2 separate regions of the Bos taurus genome follow, and region 2 is linked to region 1. The links are chromatin contacts, called in public Hi-C maps. All regions are on one chromosome and are shown on one strand. Each heading gives the region's core, a stretch centred on a gene start, on an enhancer-like site or on the middle of the called end of the contact. The rest is flanking DNA. Distances are from core to core; before and after follow the strand shown.

Region 1 (3,512 bases), core at 156-2,655:
GAACTACTGGCTTCTCCCAGTCCGCATCTTATGACTCAGGTTGTATGTTTGTTGTGTGTGTTCTTGCTTCAGGAATCCTCCAGGGATTTTAGTCATGGGTTTTGAAACATCAGTGTTACTTATATACAGACAACAACCTTTTCTTTATACAATATTTCCAGATTTTGAACCATAGCATAATATAGTGTGGTCTTGGCAGGGCTCTTGGCTTGTCAAGCAGTGTCCTATGGAGACCTGAATTAGGGAACAGTCTTGGAAATGTGTATACTTTGAGATCTGTAGATAGAAATTGCGGTGAATAATCAGAATTCAGGAGTGCCTGTTGCTCTCCTGCGCCCCCTTGTGGTTAGATGTGATACTCTCTTTCAAAGCTGAAGAGGAGCTCCAACTTGTAGTGGGCATGCTTGTTTACAAAGAGCATTTATAGCTTTCTTCTGTGTAAAATAGCTTATCAAGTTAATATCATAGTTCTCACTGAGGGTATAAATAGTTTATTGTGTTTGACTTTTTTTTTAATTTGTAGAATTTTTAAAATATGTATTGATGTGTGTGTACATGTTTTACCTTTTTATTATGGAAAATTCCAAACACACTCAAAAGTAAATAGAGTACAGTACATCCCCTTGTGCTCATCATCGGGCTTTAACAATCATCAATATTTTGTCAGTCTTGTTTCATCTTCATGGTCTTTTTTTTCTAGAGTATTTTAAAGCATATTCCAGGCATAGAATCTTTTTTTTTTTTTTTTTTGCTCATCTTAAATTTAGAAACTGTATAATTCGGCTCAGTCTTACTTTAGGTGTGCAGTGCTTTTAGTCAAAATTGTTACATAAACTAAGAGAACTGTAAACATCCTCAGTATCTTTGGAAGGTGACTGATGTCCCTAGATTCCTAAGAGTTAGGTCTAAAACCTATACCAGTAAGACAGGATATTAGAAATATTTTCTATTACTTAACAGTTACATTCTAAAAAACTTGTTTCTTTCCAGATGTTTATTAACAAGGCCATAATTTATTCCTAAGAAATATTCACTTGAAATATTATCTCTCACGATTTGTTTACTAAATGCGGTTATCCACATTTGAAAATGTCCTTTTCTTTTTCCAAGAGGAAAGGTTATGTTTGACAAACCAGTCAGAAACCGTCTGCAATTTCATAGAAGTAGATAAAAGTCCTAGGAGGGAAGGCAAGAGTTTCTTACATCCCCAAACAGTAAAAGCTGTTGTTTTAATTGACTTCAAGGTTGACTTCCTGGCCGAATTTCGGTTTGTCTCCAGGCTTTAAGACGCTGTCAAGAAAGCCCGGGGATTGTTCGCCGCGGGACCCGTCCGACTGGAGTCTGATCACGGATGCGCGGCCGCGCGCTACCCGCGGCAGAGAGCGCCGCCGGGAGAGCCCGGGGAGGCGCCTCCGCAAACAGTGGTGTCGGGTTACAGCCTCGGAGCCGCGCCGAGCGCGCCTAACTGGCTTGATCTAGTGACTGGCTTCATAATTACATTGCTGATTTGTTAGGGAAGGCTTTGTCTTACTTAGCAATTAGCATGGATGTTACTGCAGGGACCTCATCCTGGATGAGCTTGGGCTTAAAGAAAGAAAAAAAAAAAAGCTTCCCCGATAGGGGCAGCTTTAGGGGTTCAGTTACTTACCCTCCCTTGTCTTCTGGGAGTAAACACGCAGAGGCTTTCTCCCTGTTGGAATTTTGCCCGTGTTTCTGCCATTCCCGGAGGCCGGAAGCAGTCGCTTTGGGGTCTGCAGGCAGCCTGGGGGAGTGCTGACCCCCGCACGGCCTCCCGGAGGCTCACCACCAGGAATTGGGGGAACTGCACGGGTCACAGTGCATGGAACATCCCCGCTGGCAGATCCTTGCAGGCACCCCACTTTCTTTTTTAAATTAATTTATTTTAATTGGGGGATAATTACAATATTGTGATGCTTTTTGCCATACATCAACATGAATCAACCACGGGTATACATATGTGTGTCCCCCATCCTGAACCCCCTCTCCCACTTCCCTACCCACTCTTTTCCTCTGGGTTGTCCCAGAGCACTGGCTTTGGGAGCACCCCACTTTCTGTCAGCTCTCTCCCAGATCTGCCAGCACCCCCCCCCCCCGCATGTCCCTTCAGGGTGTCCTCTAAGTCGTGTCCCCCCACCCCCACCCCGCGGCTTCTGCTGTTACCTGGGGGAGGAAGGGTGTCAAAAGCCTACCCATTATCAGATTCCTGAGTGTTGGATGTTGATTAAGGTGTAATATTTTAACAGTGTAGAAAGTTGTCTAAGGGAACCTGGCTTCCCCTGTGGAACAAGGAGGGGGCCTTTCCTTCCTGCCCGGGAGGTGATGTGTGGCCAGCTGACAAAAGAGCTCTTCCCAGAGTTCGCTGGAGGCTGGTGGCAGGCGTCCTGTTCAGGAGCAGGGGCTGCACTTGGACCACCTCAAGAGCAGGACCCAAAGCACACCCTAAGGCAGGCGTCAGAGAGGAGAGATGAGAATGTTCTGTGTTTCAGAAGTTGTCTCATCGGCATTTGTAGCCAGCCTCTCTCCTGCTCTGGAGAGACTGTCACCCACTCAGTTTTGCCAGGGGCAACTTCTTTCTTCTTCCACTGCCCCCGAAAGAAACTGAAAGCATGCGTGTGTTTCCATTTACAGGACTTTGGGTTTGGCGGCTCAGGATGTCTGAGTGAGGAAATAGCCTCTGCTAGCCTGGTTGAAGACACTCGTCACACGTCATAGCTTCTTTTTTCTTCAAACTGGGTAGCTCTATGAGGAAAAGGCATCATTCTGAGTCATTAGCGTTACTGTGAACGCCTCGTTTTTATAATTTTTAGTGTCAGCATGGGCACTTCTGGACCCTTCAGCAGCCAGTAGTCACACCACTTGTCACACAGGACGGTGTGGTTGAGGAGACCCGGGACTCTTATTAGGAGCCTTTCACTTGAGAGCTGTTAACCAGTGACACGGGCATACAGAAACGTGCACAGGTCCTGAGTGTGCAGGCCAGTGACTCATCGAACAGCAGACGCCAGCCTCTTCACCCTGGTGAGGACGTAGAGTGAGACCCGCTCCCGGGGAGCCCAGAGCCCCACTAGGAGCTACTCTTCCCTGACGGCAGACACCAGGACTGAGCTCTGCCCTGTAAACCGACTGTTGAGACAACATGTCACTTAATCGTGAAGCCCGCTATGCTCCTGAGAAAGGAAAACCCTGGATTTCTACTTGTCACTTACTGGTCCAAAAGGAAATTGGAACAAGCTCTTGAAAATGTACACAAGGTACAGACCATCCAGCCTTGAGGTGTTTTAAAGTAATAACTTTCAGGATTCCCCCGTGTGCCCCGCCTCTGTGTGTGGACGAACGAGTGTGTGTGAGCATCGGGTGGTGCGGAGCTGGGAGCCCTTTCCACGTCTGCCTTGGTGTGCTGGCCGCTTGCCGCCCCTCCTGGCTGCCTCTTTGATCATATGGTCAGTCTTACCCTCCCCAGTGATTTCCTCCCTTCAGAAATTGGAACTAAG
Region 2 (3,484 bases), core at 261-2,760, 100 kb before region 1:
CTGGAAAATCTTTTTTTCTAGGGATGTGATACGTGATTTGTCTTTCCTTGGTTTTTTAATAGGAAGCAAATGTCATAAATTTCAATAACCTGCAGAAATGTCCCTTGTGGTTAAGAAGGTGGATTTTTGCCAGTGTATTTCTTTTGCCGGCACCTCTGTTCAGGTTCATTAGTGATCCCAGTTACTTTCAAGTACAAGTGCGTGCAGTGTTAAGGTGTGTACAATGATTCCTAGACAGTAGGCAAGAAACTGAGAAAAAGCCGTAGCTCCGGGGAATGAGCAGCGAGATCTAGTAGTGAGTACAAGGTGTCAGGGTCCAAGGTGAGGAGAGTGGGCAGAGAAGTGGGAGAAAAAGAGTAATGCATGCGGGAGCAAGGGCTGGAGGAAGCTGATATTTACAAGCACAAAACCCACACAGCTTCACTCACGTCAGGTTAAGTACCTTTTCCAGAAACCCAATAAAGAAATGTTATGTATTCAGGAGGTGTTTCAACCTGTCCACACCCTACTCTGACTTCCCCAGAACACAGGCAAGCAAGGAGGGAAATGCCTCCGGTCTTGGCGTCCAGCTCCCTCGGCTCCCGGAGCACAGCCCCACAGAACGTCACACGGAGCTGTCTGCTAGAGTGGGCACAGCACCGACGGGAGGCAAAGTTTTGATCCGATTTACTCCACATCTGTCTGCCACTCGGGAGTGGGGTTTGGCCGCAGGGGCTCCCAGGCAGCGCCGGGCAGAGGCTGAGCAGCAAGAGCAGCAGCTTGAAGGCTGAGTAAGGAGCCAGCCTTCTTCATCGCCTCCTCCGGTAGGTGCGGAGTCGGCAGCACAGCCAGTCCCTATCGCTGTCACGCCTTCTGTAGCGCGGCCCTCAGCCGCCCCACCCCCCCGCCGCACGGCCCCATCCCTCACACTGTTCTTTGCGTGACTGACCTGAACAGGGCGGGAGGGAGGACCCGGGTGCCGGAGGGAGGGGAGGACCTTGGCCCGCCCACTCCTTCCCCTGTGGCTCGGAGCGGCACCTTCTCTTCCTCATTGGGCACACGCTTGCGTCCATCACCCCCATGCGGCCCTCGGATTGGCAGAAGGCGCACTTCTGGAGCGAGGAGAGCTGAGTGACTCCGCCGGTCTCCGGTGCCTCATCTTTCTCTCCACCGCTCCCTCCCTACTTCAACGTCCACCCACCACTCCCCACCCCCCACTCCACTTCCCCCCGCCCGGTTAGCGGCAGTGTCCTTAGAAGACTCATTGGGCCAGGGGCGAAGCCGGCCGCCTATCGAGCCGCACCGTCATTGGCCGACCCCCACGCCCGTCGGAGCGGCGGGCTTCGGCATTGAGTGATTCCGCTTCGCTCCCCGCCCCCCATAACGCCTCGCCCTCTCACTCTCCTCCTCCCCTCCCGGCTCTTTCACAGCCCCCCTTTCCCTAGCCGTCCCCACCGCATCTCCCCTGTCCAGCTGGGCGGGGACTGCTTTACGACTCTGTAAAGTCTGTGAGTCACTGCACAACCCATCAATCCAATTAAATGTCTTGAGCTAGCCGAGCAGGCGGTGCTGCTGCCGCGGCCGCTCGCCCCGCCGCGGCCGCCCCTGCTCGCAGCGCCCCTCTGATCCATGGCTGTCTGTCTGTACTTGTTACGGTGTAACCTCCTCCTCCGCCTCCTCCGCCTCCTCCTCGGGAGCCGCTGCAACTTCCCCTCAGCCAGCCTCCTCCTCCGCTTGGGGACTGCAAAGGCATGGGATAGACCTAGAGCCACTTCTGTCACCCCTCCAGACCTCGCTCAGTCTCCCCCCTTTAAATTAAAGTCTGATCCTTGCTTCTCATCGTTTTAGAGGTTTATTTGTCAGTCTTTTTATTTCCCCGGATTTTATTTTCCCTTCCTGGGGCAGGGGGGTCGCAGGGGCCGGTGGGCTTATTTTAGGGAAGGGGCTTTCTCCTCCATCCCCTCGTTGCTCCTCGTCCCTTTTCGGCAGTGACTTGGTTTCCCGGCTCCTCTCCACTCCCACCCCTCGAACTCACCGTCCTGCACTCTAGTGACGCACCGACACCCCCCGCCCACAGCCCAGACGTCCCCTCCCTCGCTGCCACCCCGACCCGTCTCGGAGCTGGACCGGGTGCCGACTTCGCTGAAGGGTGAGTGCTGTGTTGGGTTAGCGGGGGTGGGTGTTGGGGCGGAGGGAGGGTCTGGGCAAATGTAGCGAGTCCACTTTGGGGAGGGCAAGGGATCGCGCTGTGGACTGGAGGTTCCCGGTCCGGCGTGGATTTGAGGTGGCGACTGCCTTCCTCCCTCGCTCCCTCTTCCCCCGCCCCTCGACTCCTTATTCACCAGCCTTGCTGTATTTCTAGGTATTGCCAACGCTTATAAAATGAGCGGTAATGGCAAGCTTTCTTAGTGAGCGGTCATAATCAGCGAATTGAACTGATAGACTCTATGACCTGCAAAAAGTGTCAGACGGCTAATAATGGGTACGTTGTCTTCCAAATCAGAGTTAAACTTTTATTCAGTAAAGGCAAAGCAAAAGGTACGTCTGATTTGAATGAGATAGACCACGAGAAGACAGGTTGCCTAGTGGCATGTCTTGCTGTTTTTATTTTTAAATAGTTTCGTAGGTTCTCTTTTGGAAAAAAAAGAAAAGATAATTCAATATTAATGTAAAGATTACAAAGTCTTTGAACCTGTTGGAGGAAAACGAGGTAAGATGGAAATCCAGTTTGACACTTCATCTTTAGCTCACCTCTATTCTGGCCAGAAATTACAACACAGAATTTTTTATTTCCTGGTCACTGGGCACAGTGGGGTGTGTTAAAAGACAAATAGGGATTTTTTTATCTTTTGATAGCCCTTTTTTGTATACTAGATTGCTCTTGAGCAAAATTTTAATTTGGTTTCTTGGTTGCAGGCTGTTCAAAAGTACACATGCGTGGCCGTATATATGCTTTATAAGACTTGCCCTATGCATCTTTAGTATTTAATTTGAGGTAAAAATAAGAATTATGAGAAATACTTACTCTGAATCGCCTTCTGAGGTTACGTTTGAGAATTCAGCCTGTTTAAAATGGTACTTATTCTTTTTGAATCAAGTTCTGGTCTACTTGTCCACAAGATTCAAATTAGGCCAAACCAAACATCTTTTGAAATATTAAAGTACACGAAAGGCCTCTTAGTAGTTCATTCTCTCCTTTTCTTTCAGACTAACCAGAATAAGTTGTTGCTAAATTTAATTGTAAAGAATAGACTGTTCCTGTACTGAAGTCTGCCAAGTTTCTACAGAAAAATTTCTTTTTAAAGAGGAGCAATGTGTTTATGATCAGCCCAAAGTAGTAAAGTTGACTCAAATGTAAATGCTGTCATAAGGAAATGCTTGTCATAAGCCCCCAAACCTGGCAGAGTGTTTCAGGAAGACTTATACAAAGCCTTTCTGAATTGTTTAATACATTTCATCATGTGGCCTTTTTCATGAGTGTTTAAGACTGAAATCATTCAGAGGC

What was found. Hi-C and Micro-C count contacts between places; a contact is called where the count stands out from the background.
Region 2: a Hi-C map of skeletal muscle shows a contact between it and region 1, with 4 times the contacts expected there. The contact joins the promoter of SERTAD2 here to the enhancer-like site in region 1. A contact is called at or near these places in 3 of 11 Hi-C or Micro-C datasets (liver, skeletal muscle and skin fibroblasts).

The regions. Positions count from the first base shown.
Region 1 is chr11:63,047,099-63,050,610 of ARS-UCD2.0, reverse strand. It overlaps SERTAD2 (SERTA domain containing 2), which reads left to right. Exons shown (of 3, transcript XM_010810111.4): 2 at 2,650-3,272. The coding sequence starts at 3,262. Among named protein-coding and RNA genes, the nearest start is that of TRNAS-GGA, 84 kb to the right of the region's middle. Within about 2 kb of position 1,405, at least 80 of the 102 cell types and tissues checked have an H3K27ac peak or open chromatin away from gene starts, as enhancers often do. A contact at or near this core is called in liver, skeletal muscle and skin fibroblasts, where this site is marked.
Region 2 is chr11:63,148,755-63,152,238 of ARS-UCD2.0, reverse strand. SERTAD2 (SERTA domain containing 2) reads left to right here and starts at 1,510. Exons shown (of 3, transcript XM_010810111.4): 1 at 1,510-2,128.